Linked DNA regions of Sus scrofa: region 1 is linked to region 2. A link is a contact called in public HiChIP or PLAC-seq data. All regions are on one chromosome and are shown on one strand. Each heading gives the region's core, a stretch centred on a gene start, on an enhancer-like site or on the middle of the called end of the contact. The rest is flanking DNA. Distances are from core to core; before and after follow the strand shown.

The links. HiChIP or PLAC-seq counts read pairs in DNA pulled down with a chosen protein or histone mark.
Region 1: an H3K27ac HiChIP or PLAC-seq map of alveolar macrophages shows a contact between it and region 2. The contact joins two enhancer-like sites. A contact is called at or near these places in 1 of 47 Hi-C or Micro-C datasets (epiblast stem cells) and 1 of 2 datasets of contacts at active chromatin or transcription factors (alveolar macrophages).

What each region holds. Positions count from the first base shown.
Region 1 is chr3:29,259,653-29,265,007 of Sscrofa11.1, reverse strand. LOC106509690 (a long non-coding RNA gene) reads left to right here. Exons shown (of 4, transcript XR_002342411.1): 1 at 1-3,605; 2 at 4,822-4,916. Among named protein-coding and RNA genes, the nearest start is that of MKL2, 22 kb to the right of the region's middle. Within about 2 kb of position 3,522, at least 47 of the 83 cell types and tissues checked have an H3K27ac peak or open chromatin away from gene starts, as enhancers often do. A contact at or near this core is called in alveolar macrophages, where this site is marked.
Region 2 is chr3:29,106,029-29,112,012 of Sscrofa11.1, reverse strand. The region is part of intron 2 of MKL2 (MKL/myocardin-like protein 2); the gene reads left to right. Among named protein-coding and RNA genes, the nearest start is that of MKL2, 130 kb to the left of the region's middle. Within about 2 kb of position 4,027, at least 5 of the 83 cell types and tissues checked have an H3K27ac peak or open chromatin away from gene starts, as enhancers often do. A contact at or near this core is called in alveolar macrophages, where this site is marked.

The DNA of each region.
Region 1 (5,355 bases), core at 2,273-4,772, 150 kb before region 2:
ATCCCAAAGATTATAACCCAGTGAGGCATTAACCAGTTTTGCATTTACCAGCAAATTTATATCTGCATTCCTTTGACCAACTATAACTCTCCAGGTCCCTGATTTTCTCTTGAATCAGTCTTAACATCTTACTGGTTTCCTCATTGGTCGAACTGAATAAAATCTTTGACTTCTGTTGCTTTTCTCTTTGTATAAGAGTCATGTTGTTAACCTTTTGAAAATTGTACTTGGCAAATGGTATGGCCAACGTGAGCTCCATATAATGATGAAACCATATTTCCAGCCTCATTCATCCTAAAATGAAACCTTGTAAACTAGAAGGTAGATAATATTCATGTGTATATACATATATAGTGAAGAAATGTACTTTGGTTCTAGGACATTACTATTAAAAACTATAAATTGATCAAATAGTTAAGAACTACAGACACACTATAGAACCGGCTCAGTGGACCCCTGTTTCTCATTCTGTTTACAAACAGATCTCCCCTGGATCCCTAATCTGAGTTCCTTTTCTGTGTAGTATTGACTGTCACTGTTAAAGAGACTGATTCGTGGGTGAGAAAGAAGAGGAATTTCAGATATTCCGAAGGATCCTTTTGCATGAAGATATTTCTGCATCAAAAGAACAGTGCTCCCCGAGGGCCTGGGAGGCAGGTAAACAAAATCAACTTGTGGTTTAAACAAGGGAATTTCCTAGGATTCATGAAAATAGTGAATAAACAGGGTCTGATGAAACGGTGACAGGGTATATCTGAGATGATATTTGGGGACACTTTTAATTAGGACCTCCAGAATTTGGTGTCAATGAGAGGAGAGGTTTGCTCCCATGAACAGCTTGTTTCTGGGAAGGGTGACACCCAGCCGCAGCTGGGGGAAGAAGAAAGCTCAGTAGAACAAGGGAAGCGTGACTGGGCAGGTTTGTTTTTGGCAAAAGGCATTTATTGCATAAGGCGGAGGGCCCCCTCTGGATCTGATGCTGTACCAGTCCACGCCAGCAAGGACGTTCAGTCGTGCAGCAAAGAGAAGTCCAACAAAGAACATGAGCAAGTAAGGTCTTAAAAACACCTCTAGAGAGGGATCAGTGCGGCAGGGCTCAGAGAATGAAGTCATATCCAGGGCTAGGGGCAGGGCTGGCCTCAAAGAGAACGTAGGATTCAAGATGAGACTGAAAGCACAGCTAGGATTTCATCAGACAGAGATGCAGATGATGCACTGACGTCCAAGCACAGAGCACAAGCAAAGAAACAGATGGGAAACAGAATGGTGTTTCAAGAAAGTCGTGAACAGCAGAGTGGGAACAAGACACGGGGGGCATAGTGTAGGAGTCTCCCAAGTGCTAGGCTTGAGGAGTTTGTTCTTATTTCAGTAGAAAAAGGAACATTGGAGTAAGGGAAGGACGTGACCAAGAAGGCTGTTTTAAGACTTGGGTCTGGCAGTAGTAAGTTTGCAATGGAAAGGAACTAAGATCGGTTGAGCACTTAGATATTTCACATATGTTACCCCCATTAAATCCTCACACCCTGAAAGAGGGATGACACCTGCTTTACAGATGAGGAGATGAAGCCTCGGAGGGATCAAGAAATTAAAGTCACCGTGGACATAAAGGGCAGAGATGGGACCCCAACTCCAAAGCCGCCTTCCTTTCTACCATACCTTGCTACCTGGGGGGAAGGGCTGCAGGTGAAAAGACCATTTCAGAAACTGTCATTAACAATCTAAGCAACAGGTGGTTTTGGCCAAAACTCAGATGGTATAGCTTTGGGAATGGAAAGGACATAAACTGAAGAAGCATCAAAGGACAGTCTAGGGAATGCGGCAAGGAAATTACATGCCTAGGAAGAATCTGAATAACACCTCGCCTTGAAGCCTCAGGAGACAAGGAAGCCATTAACAGAAACAAAGAGTCTGGAGAAAGACTGTGCAGGCAAGGCTCAGCTCACTTAGGATCGAGTTTTGCGAGAGCCATGGTCAGGCAGTCTCAACCGAAGAGGTGGCAGACCTCTGCTGGGAAGTGAGAATTGAAGACAAAAAATAAATGAGCAAATATGAAACAGGACTTTAGAAAATGCCTACATTTAGGAGGTGAGATGATAGAGGATACATTCTAAAAAGAAGATTCTGGATCATGCCGCCACCAGAATCAAAAGCAGGGGAGAATTTCAAGGCAGTGACCCACAGGGTCAGGAGTTGAGCAGCAGGAACGCTGGTGGCCTCAGTTTGCAACACGGCAGGGGAGCTCTGGGTGTCCAGGATGGTGGTTGCAGGGAGCCTGGGGCACACGCCAGACTGAGGCACCGAGGAATCCTTAGGATTGCGAGACTGGGCAAGCCTTAGGCCAAGGTGATCAGAAGGAAGGCGCCAGGACCCAGTGAGAGAAGGAAGATGCAGGAGAGAGAACAGGTAATGAATGGAACCAAAACCCAGGGCTGAGGTCCTGGGGATGGAGGGAGAAAAGAGTGCTTTCCCTTTTTTTCCTTTCACACCTACAGAAAACCTGTTATACTGATTTGGCTCTTCTTACAAATCAGCATTTATTGTGCTATGTACCCCTAACTTGGAACGGAACTAGCAAACCACGATAAGTAACAATGAGCCCTTTTCTGGTCTATTTTAAGGACAAATGCTGCTGTTTGGCGATGGGATCTGCTCGTGTTTAAACTAGAAGCGGGGGGCGGGGGGAGCAGAACCCCTCTCTAACCTGGCTGGATAGTTTTATTACTATTTAAAGCATCCCTTTCAGCGATTTAGGAAACATTAATGCGTGCTGGCTAATGTCGGCTGGAAACCGAAAGTCTGACAGCAGCTCTCAGCCAATCCTGAGATTTGGTGAGGATTTTTATTTTGGTCGTCCTGAGCCTACTGTAACTGGGGCGGCTGAGTTGCTATGGTGATTTGTTCTCCAAACAGAGGGCTTTGCCGCAGTACCTTGAAACAGCAGATCAATCTACTTTATGTTGACTTGATCATGATATTAATTCTAGTTGAAACCTCCCCCAGGCTCCCATCAGGACTTGTACGCAGGAATTTTAAATCCGGGTCCAAGAGGCATCGTCTTTTTAAAGCCAGGCCCTCACAATTCCTGCCCCCGAGACTGCAGGCTCACAGTCAAAAGCTCCGGGGTCAGGGGTGGGGGGGACTGCAGTTGGAGGAAGGTTCATCATTGAAGCAATTATGTGCTTAATCGCTGCAGCGTGGGCACCGGCTGCAAGTTGTGACTCATTCCCCACTCTGTCACTAATAATTGGGGGCGGTGGACAGGATGCACAGAAAACTCAGCTGCTTTTTCCCGAGTTCCTCTTGCAAATCTGGAAGTCGCTGAGATCCGTCCTTGAAGCAGGGGAGAAAGGCCGACCTCAGCTCCACGACGTGGCCCTGCCTGTCTCCACCGGTAGGGGGCCCCATTGAGTCACCGGACTCTATAAGGATGACTGCACTTTGAATGGGGGTGTAGCTGCCTCTGGGTCTTGCCCAACGGTGACGCGGGAGAGGAAAAAAAAAAAAAAAAAGGAGCTGCCTGATTTCCAGCGTGACTCATTATAAACAAACGGAGGACAGATTGACTGCCTCTTATCAGAGCCTGAGTATGAGCCCCAGGACTGAGGGTGAGTCATACTGGAAGTCCCGTCTTTTGTTGGTCAGAGGGATTGTTCTCCCTGCGGAAGGGGTGGATTTGCTGAGTGGGGGATGGGGGTGCTAAGGGATCACTTCAATACCATCAGTGACCCCAAGGTGAGCCCTGGGCTCCTAGTGAGATCCAATTCCCTCAAAACCAAAAAAGTTTCCAAACTGAAGATAAAAACTGGCCATACCCACAAGAAAACTCATTTGGAGTTCATGGAATGTCCGGAATCTTGCATTGATGGTGTCACAACATACACATATGCCAGTTATCATCAAAGTATACATTTTAAGTACTGCTGTGTGTTGTATGTAAATTACACTGCAAAGTTTTTGGTCTTTTGGGGGGGGGGCACACCATGCAGAATTTCCTAGATCAGGGATAGAACATCACCACAGCAGTGACAACACTGGATCCTTAACAGCTAAGCCACCAGGGATTTTTAAGAAATACAGTTTGGTGAGGGGGAAAAAAACCTGGCCAACCCATTTTTATGGTGGTTTACCCTGAAGCTCTGCGTACACTCCCTCACTGCCCCATCCATACCCATCTATTGCCTTGTATTTGGGTGCAAACCCCGAGGGTACACACCTGAAGCGATCATGAAGTCATACCATCTAAGGCTGGTGTGCTGATCCCACACGCCCAGAGTGTGTGTAATAGGTGAGTTATTTATTTTCACTGACCCAAGACGGGGGATCAGTAAAGCCTAGGTTGGCAAAAGATTTGAAAGGAGGCAGACGCTGGGTAGCAAAGGCAAAAAGAAGGACCTTGCATGTACCTGCCCCCACCCGCTGCTCCCAGCAGCCTCGAGACTGGAGACGCCATGTGTTTACGCCCCAGGTACCTTCCTTCTCATTTCAGCAAATACAAGTCAGGTCAAGCCCACAGCGAAACTGCAGGAGCTTTGGCGATGGGCGGTGCCCATAGAGCCCGCACACGTGAAATGACTTAACACTCGGACCCCAGCAAACCCGCAAGCAAGTTAATTTAGGGGGAAGTGAACACGTGTGCTTAGGTGGCCAAAAAGAAGGAGCGGTTTGGCAGGAGGGGCTCATCAAGAGTCACCATGAAGGGAAGAGCAGCCCAGATGCTTGTAGATGTAAACGACCTCAGTTGGGGAAATATGAATATGTGTTTCTGCGTGGACTAGCCCAGGATCTTCTTCTGAAAAGTATGTGATGTTTTTCTCCTTCCAGATAACATGCCCCGTTGTGAGCAGGAAAAGTCACTTTTCCTTCCTCTTGCTATAGAGTCTCTTGCTAATTCCAGCTTCTGGCTGATAACCTTATGGGTAAGGTCTTAATTATTTCTTTCATTGTCCCATATGCCTGTTCCTGCTGCTGTCTGTTGGTGAATGAATTCAACGGACACAACAAAATGATTTGGGAAATTTGTCATCACTATGAGAGAGGGTCATTAATGTAGGAGAGCTTTGTCTTAATCACCCAGTCTCTCTATCACTAAATCTGTGTGTGTGTGTGTGTGTGCGCGCGCACGTGTGCTATTTTCTGACTCGCTGGATTCTGTAAATATTTCGAAGGTGTGTCTTTGCCACAGCAGCTGATCTCACATGTAATGACTGTGTCCTTAATATCCAAAGACAGTCCCAAATTTCAACTGTTCTTCTGACATACCCCTGAAAACATATTCATACTTTTTAGATCTTTTTTTGCTATACAGGCATACCTTGGAGATATTGCGGGTTTGGTTCTAGACCATCTTAATAAAGC
Region 2 (5,984 bases), core at 2,778-5,277:
CAAATTATCAAAATTAGGAATGGAAGTGGGGACATTACTACTGACCTGACAGAAATAAAAAGAATTATAAGGGATATTCTCAACAGTTACATGTCAACAAATTAGATAATATGAAATGAACCAATTTCTAGAATGATGCAAACTACCTAAACTGACTCAAGAAGAATTAGAAAATCTTAGTAGACCTATAGCAAATAAAGAAATAGAATTAGTAATCATACAACATCTCAAAAAGAAAAGCCCAGGACCAGATGGCTTCACTGGTTTAAAGAAGAATTAACTCCAGTTCTTCACAAACTCTTCCGGAAAGTAGAAGACAAGGGAAGATTTAACTCATTCTTTGAGGCCAGTGTCACATTGATGCCAAAGCCAGACAGCACATGAAAACCAGACTATATCACTTGTAAGGGAGTTCCCCGGTGGTCTGATGGTTAGGACTTGCACTTTCACTGCTGCAGCCCAGATTCAGTCCCTGGTCTGGCAGTGGAGATTCCACATGAAGCCGCTGCAGGCTGCATCCAAAAAATAAAAGCTATATCCCTTGTAAATAGAATGTAAAAATCCTAAACAAAATACTAGCAAACCAAATCTGCAGCTTATAAAAAGGATCATATACCATGACCAAATGGAATTCATCACAAGAACTCAAAATTGATTTAACATCCAAAAAAAAAAAATCAATAAATGCAGTACACTATATTAACATAATAAAGACAGGGAACCCACTGCTATCTCAATAGATAAAGAAAAAAACGTTTGACAAAGTCCAGCACCTTCTCATGATAAAAACTCCCAACACACTAGGAATAAAAGAGAACTTTCCCAGCCTGGTAAAGGGGCACCTGCCAAACACCTACAGTCTGTGCCACCCTAATGGGTAACGGCTGAAAGCTTTTCCACTTGGATTAGTAACAAGAAAGGATATCCACTCTCGCCACTTCTCTTCAGCATTGTTCAGAGTGTCCAGCCAGAGACATTAGGCAAGAAAAGAAAGAAAAGACATCTAGATTAGAAAGGAAGTAAAATTGTTTTTTTTAAAAATGCCTGGAATAGGCAAATACATAGAAATGAGAAAGTAAACTAGTGGTACCAAAGGCTGGTGGGGGGAAGAGGGGAATGGGAAAGGACTCCTGATGGGGGTGGGATTTCTTTTAAATATGATAGAAATGTTCTGGAATTAGTGATGGTTGCACCCCTCATGACTCTATTAAAAATCACTGAATTGGGCACATTAAAATGGTAATTTTATGGTGTGTGAATTATATCTCAACAACAAATACTTATCCACAACTATTATAAAACTAATAAAAATTTCACAGCTGATTGAAATGGTGGTTTTATGATACATGCCAAAGTGCCTTTAATGGACAGAAGAATTCACAAATGTTTTGAAAGGACTGTGATACAATGAGGATTGATTGTTTCTTTTTTTTTTTTTTTTTTTGTCTTTTGTCTTTTGTCTTTTTTGTTGTTGTTGTTATTGTTGCTATTTCTTGGGCCGCTCCCGCTTTTGTCTTTTGTCTTTTTTGTTGTTGTTGTTATTGTTGCTATTTCTTGGGCCGCTCCCGCGGCATATGGAGGTTCCCAGGCTAGGGGTTGAATCGGAGCTGTAGCCACCGGCCTACGCCAGAGCCACAGCAACGCGGGATCCGAGCCGCGTCTGCAACCTACACCACAGCTCATGGCAAAGCCAGATCGTTAACCCACTGAGCAAGGGCAGGGATCGAACCCACAACCTCATGGTTCCTACTCGGATTCGTTAACCACTGCGCCACGACGGGAACTCCTCCTATTGTTTCATATTTAATGACATTAGAAACATATCTAATTGTACTGTCTGCTACAGTGCTGTTAAAAAACTGCACACGAACTTTTATTTGGTATGTACTCTGACCTGTTGTCTCCGAGGACAGTGCCAACTCATTTTGCATAGAGTTAGTAATGAAATAATTTCTAAGAAGTGATTCGTATTAATAGTCTCCAGAGACCTTAAAGAGACCAAGGGCATTTGGGATGCCCTTGGCATCAGCATCCATTTTAAAATGTTTTGTGGTGGAACCTGTCTATCCACACCCCACTTGTCTGGCTTGCTGGTTCACCAGTCTTCTCCAGTCCCTTTGTCCCAGGACATACCGAATGGGCTTGGCTGGGAGGTGACACGGAAGTCTGGTAACGTTTCTGTTCTCACTAGTTAAGTTGTGTGCTAACCAGAAGTCAGCTGTGTTTGTTCCTAAGTGTGTTTATGCCAGTAGTAGTGGTAAGCCTAAGTATGTAGTTTAAATATTGCGTAAACTGATAAATATGAATGCAAAAATGTTTAATGTGTGGAACCCCAAAGTCATGTTACTTAATACCATTGACTTGGGTGTGGGTGAGAAGTGGAAAAAAATTGTGTTCAAAATTGTAAAAATATAGACATTTCGTGCTCAAAATCCTATCCATTTTTGCTCCACTTTAAAGACACAGAAACGGGACATCATAGACGGTGGTGGTTTGTGCCAAAGAGCCAACACATGCGCACAGAGAAGACCCTGACCCCGCGACGGGAGACGGGCAAGCAACTGACTGTGCGCTCTAACTTAACAGAAAGTGTCTTAGATTGGTGCCTGTCAGTTTTCGTGACTCCTTTATTTGAGTTTTTCAGTTTACCGTCTGACTATCTGGCGTGGTCGCCTCAGAAAAGAGCATTTCTCTTCTGGTTAATTAAGTACCGAAGAACTCGGTTCTAAACTTGGGGGACTTGTGTAGAGGAGGACTCGGGGTCCCTGCTCTGTTGCTTAACTGGTCCGGATATCCTGGACAAGTAAATTCAGCTTCATTTCTTTTCATGAGTTTTGCAATACTTTGCTTGATATCTTTGTTTAAATTTAAATTCTACTGATTTCTATTATCAAGAAGAGTAAAGAGCTAGAAAACAGCGAGACTGCCGTCCTTTTAGTGGCCTTCTCTCCATTTTCCCCTTCCCCTCTTCTCCCTTTTCCCTTTCACCTCCCCTTCCTGCCCTGGAGAACTTAGAGATAGGAGTACAGTATGTTTTTTATCTGTTAAATAAAACATTGGTTTAATCTGTTTATAAATATTTACTTCTTGGCATTTAAATCAAATGCTAATTTATGGCTCAGCAAGATTAGAGTTTGCTTTTACCCCAGTGTTTGATAAATATGGAAATCATCTCAGCTTAAAATTATTCCTCCAATCAATTTTTATTCTCTGAGAATCACTCATTTTGAATACACTTGGAAAATGCAGTTGTTGAAGCTAAAAAGATTTGGGCTTTGGCAATTTTACTTGGGGAACAAATACAATTTTCTAGTTCTTTTTGTATAACAATGCAAAAAACCACATGTGTTCTAAGCCTTTGCTAATTCAAAATTTTAGATGGACTGCAATGAATATTTCAGGAACCCTCTTTACTTAAATGTTAGCTGCAGTACTTCAGAATGCATCGCTTTGGAGACTGTTAAGTATGCATTTTGCTCCATGCTATGTTCATTTGAAGCAAGTCTGCAGTAAACAAGTTAAAAAAATAAATCGTCACATTGGCATTTTTAGAGCTATAAGAGCCGCTTTAGGCATAGAAGAGCAGTTATGTAACTTCTTCTATACAGTGTATTATCAGTATGTGGTATATTTATAGTACACTTTGCTATGTATTTAATGTCTACACATAAATCCAACTGGTGCAAATAAAAACTCATTATTTGAAAGAATTATGACCTAATGTCAAAAACATATCCTGTTTATGTGCAGCACATCTACAACGTTAGATTTCATTTTCTTCGGGTCTGGAGTTTAATTCCAGCTACTCCCTCAGTGTTTGCTAAAGTGAGCAGTAAAAGAAGGTGGTTTCCTTCATTTGCCCTGGAGCAGGTGTGTTGTGCTGGTCTCATTCAGCACGACTGTTGTGTCATAATTGCCTGATCAACAAGGTCCTTCCATCCAGGAGAGCAGGGGTTGTGAATGAGTCCTTGTGGAACCCCCAGTGCCCAGGGCAGTGCCCGATGCACTTGACCTACAGTGTGTGTGTGTAAAGAATTGTGCCGATGGAGCTTTCCACAGCTTCCTCTTCCACACTGCTTCCTCCTCGCCCAGCATCATCTGTCTCTCCCAATTATTTGCTCCAACTTTACTTGCGTTTTGGCACATATGTGTCGTGTTATTGTAGAAGGAATACGAGCCCTGAAGTTGGAATCCTGACTTTGAGGCTAATCTCTCAATTTTATTTAATCTTTCCAAGCCTTGGTTTTCTCATCTGTAAAAGGGAAGTAATACTTAACCCACAGAGAGGTCATTAGAGCAAAATTAAGGAAGGCATGGAGTAAGCTTAGTACCACACAGAGTGGTAATGTAATAGACTTCCTTTTTCTTTTCTAAACTTTATTGGGGTATAGTTGACTTATGAAGTTGTGTTAGTTTCACGTGTACAGCAAAGTAAATCAGTTATACCTATATCTGTTCCTTTTCAGAATTTTTTCCTATGTAAGTTATTACATAATATTGAGTAGATTTCCCTGTGTTGTACAACAGGTCCTTTTACTTATCTTTTTTATATATAGTCATGTGTATGTGTCAGTCCCAACCTCCTAATTTATTCCCCTTGCCCTCTCTACGTTTCCCCTTGGTAACCATAAATTTGGTTTTGAAGTCTTTGAGTCTGTTTCTGTTTTGTAAGTTCTTTTGTATCATTTTAAAAATTGGATTCCACATACTAGTGGTCTCCTGTGGTATTTGTCTTTCTCTTTATGACTTACCTCACTTAATGACTTGCTACACTTAATGTGATAATTCCCGGGTCCATCCATGTTACTGCAAATGGCGTTATTCTTTTTTATGGCTGAATAATATTCCATGGAATATATATACCACATCTTCTTTACCTAGTCCTCTCTTGATGGACATTTAGGTTGCTTCCATGTTAAATAGTGCTGCAGTGAACATTGAGGTGCATGTATCTTTTTGAATTATGGTTTTCTCTGGATGTGTGCCCAGGAGTGGGATTGCTGGATCATATGGTAGTTCTCTTTTTAGTTTTTTAAGGAACCTTCATACTGTTCTCCATAGTGGTTGTACCATTTTACCTTCCCACCAACAGTGTAGGAGTGTTCCCTTTTCTCCATACCCTCTCCAGCATTTATTGTCTGGAGACTTTGTGATGCATCACTTTGCATTCTGACTCGTGTGAAGTGATACCTCGTTGTAGTTGTGATTTGCATTTTGGTGATAATTAGTGATGTTGAGAATCTTTTCATGGGCTTTTTGGCTGTCTGTCTTCCTTGGTTAGATCTTCTGACCATTTATTTATTTATTTATTTATTTTTGATATAAAGGTGTGTAAGATGTTTGTGTATTTTGAAGGTTAATCCCTTGTCGACCACTTTATTTGCAAATATTCTCTCCCATTCTGTGGATTGTTTTTTCATTTTGTTTATGGTTTCCTTTATTGTGTGAAAGCTTTCAGGTTTGATTAGGTCTCATTTGTTTGTTCATTCTTATTAGGAAGTGGATCAGAACAGATTTTTACTGCAGTTTATGTCTAAGAGTGTTCTGCCTATGTTTTCCTCTAGGAGATTTTTAGTATCCAGTCTTACATTTAGGTCTTTAATCCATTTTGAGTTTATCTTTACATATGATGTTAGAGAGTGTTTTTATTTTTATTTATTTTTTATTTTTTGTCTTTTTGCCATTTCTTGGGCAGCTTCTGCAGCATATGGAGATTCCCAGGCTAAGGGTCCAGTTGGAGCTGTAGCCACCGGCCTATGCCAGAGCCACAGCAACATGGGATCCGAGCCACGTCTGTGACCTACACCACAGCTCACGGCAGTGCTGGATCATTAACCCACTGAGCAAGGGCAGGGATGGAACCTGCAACCTCATGGTTCCTAGTCAGATTCGTTAACCACTGCGCCACGACGGGAACTCCGAGAGTGTTTTCAAATTTCATTCTTTCACATGTGTCCAGTTTTCTACACACTGCGTATTGAAAA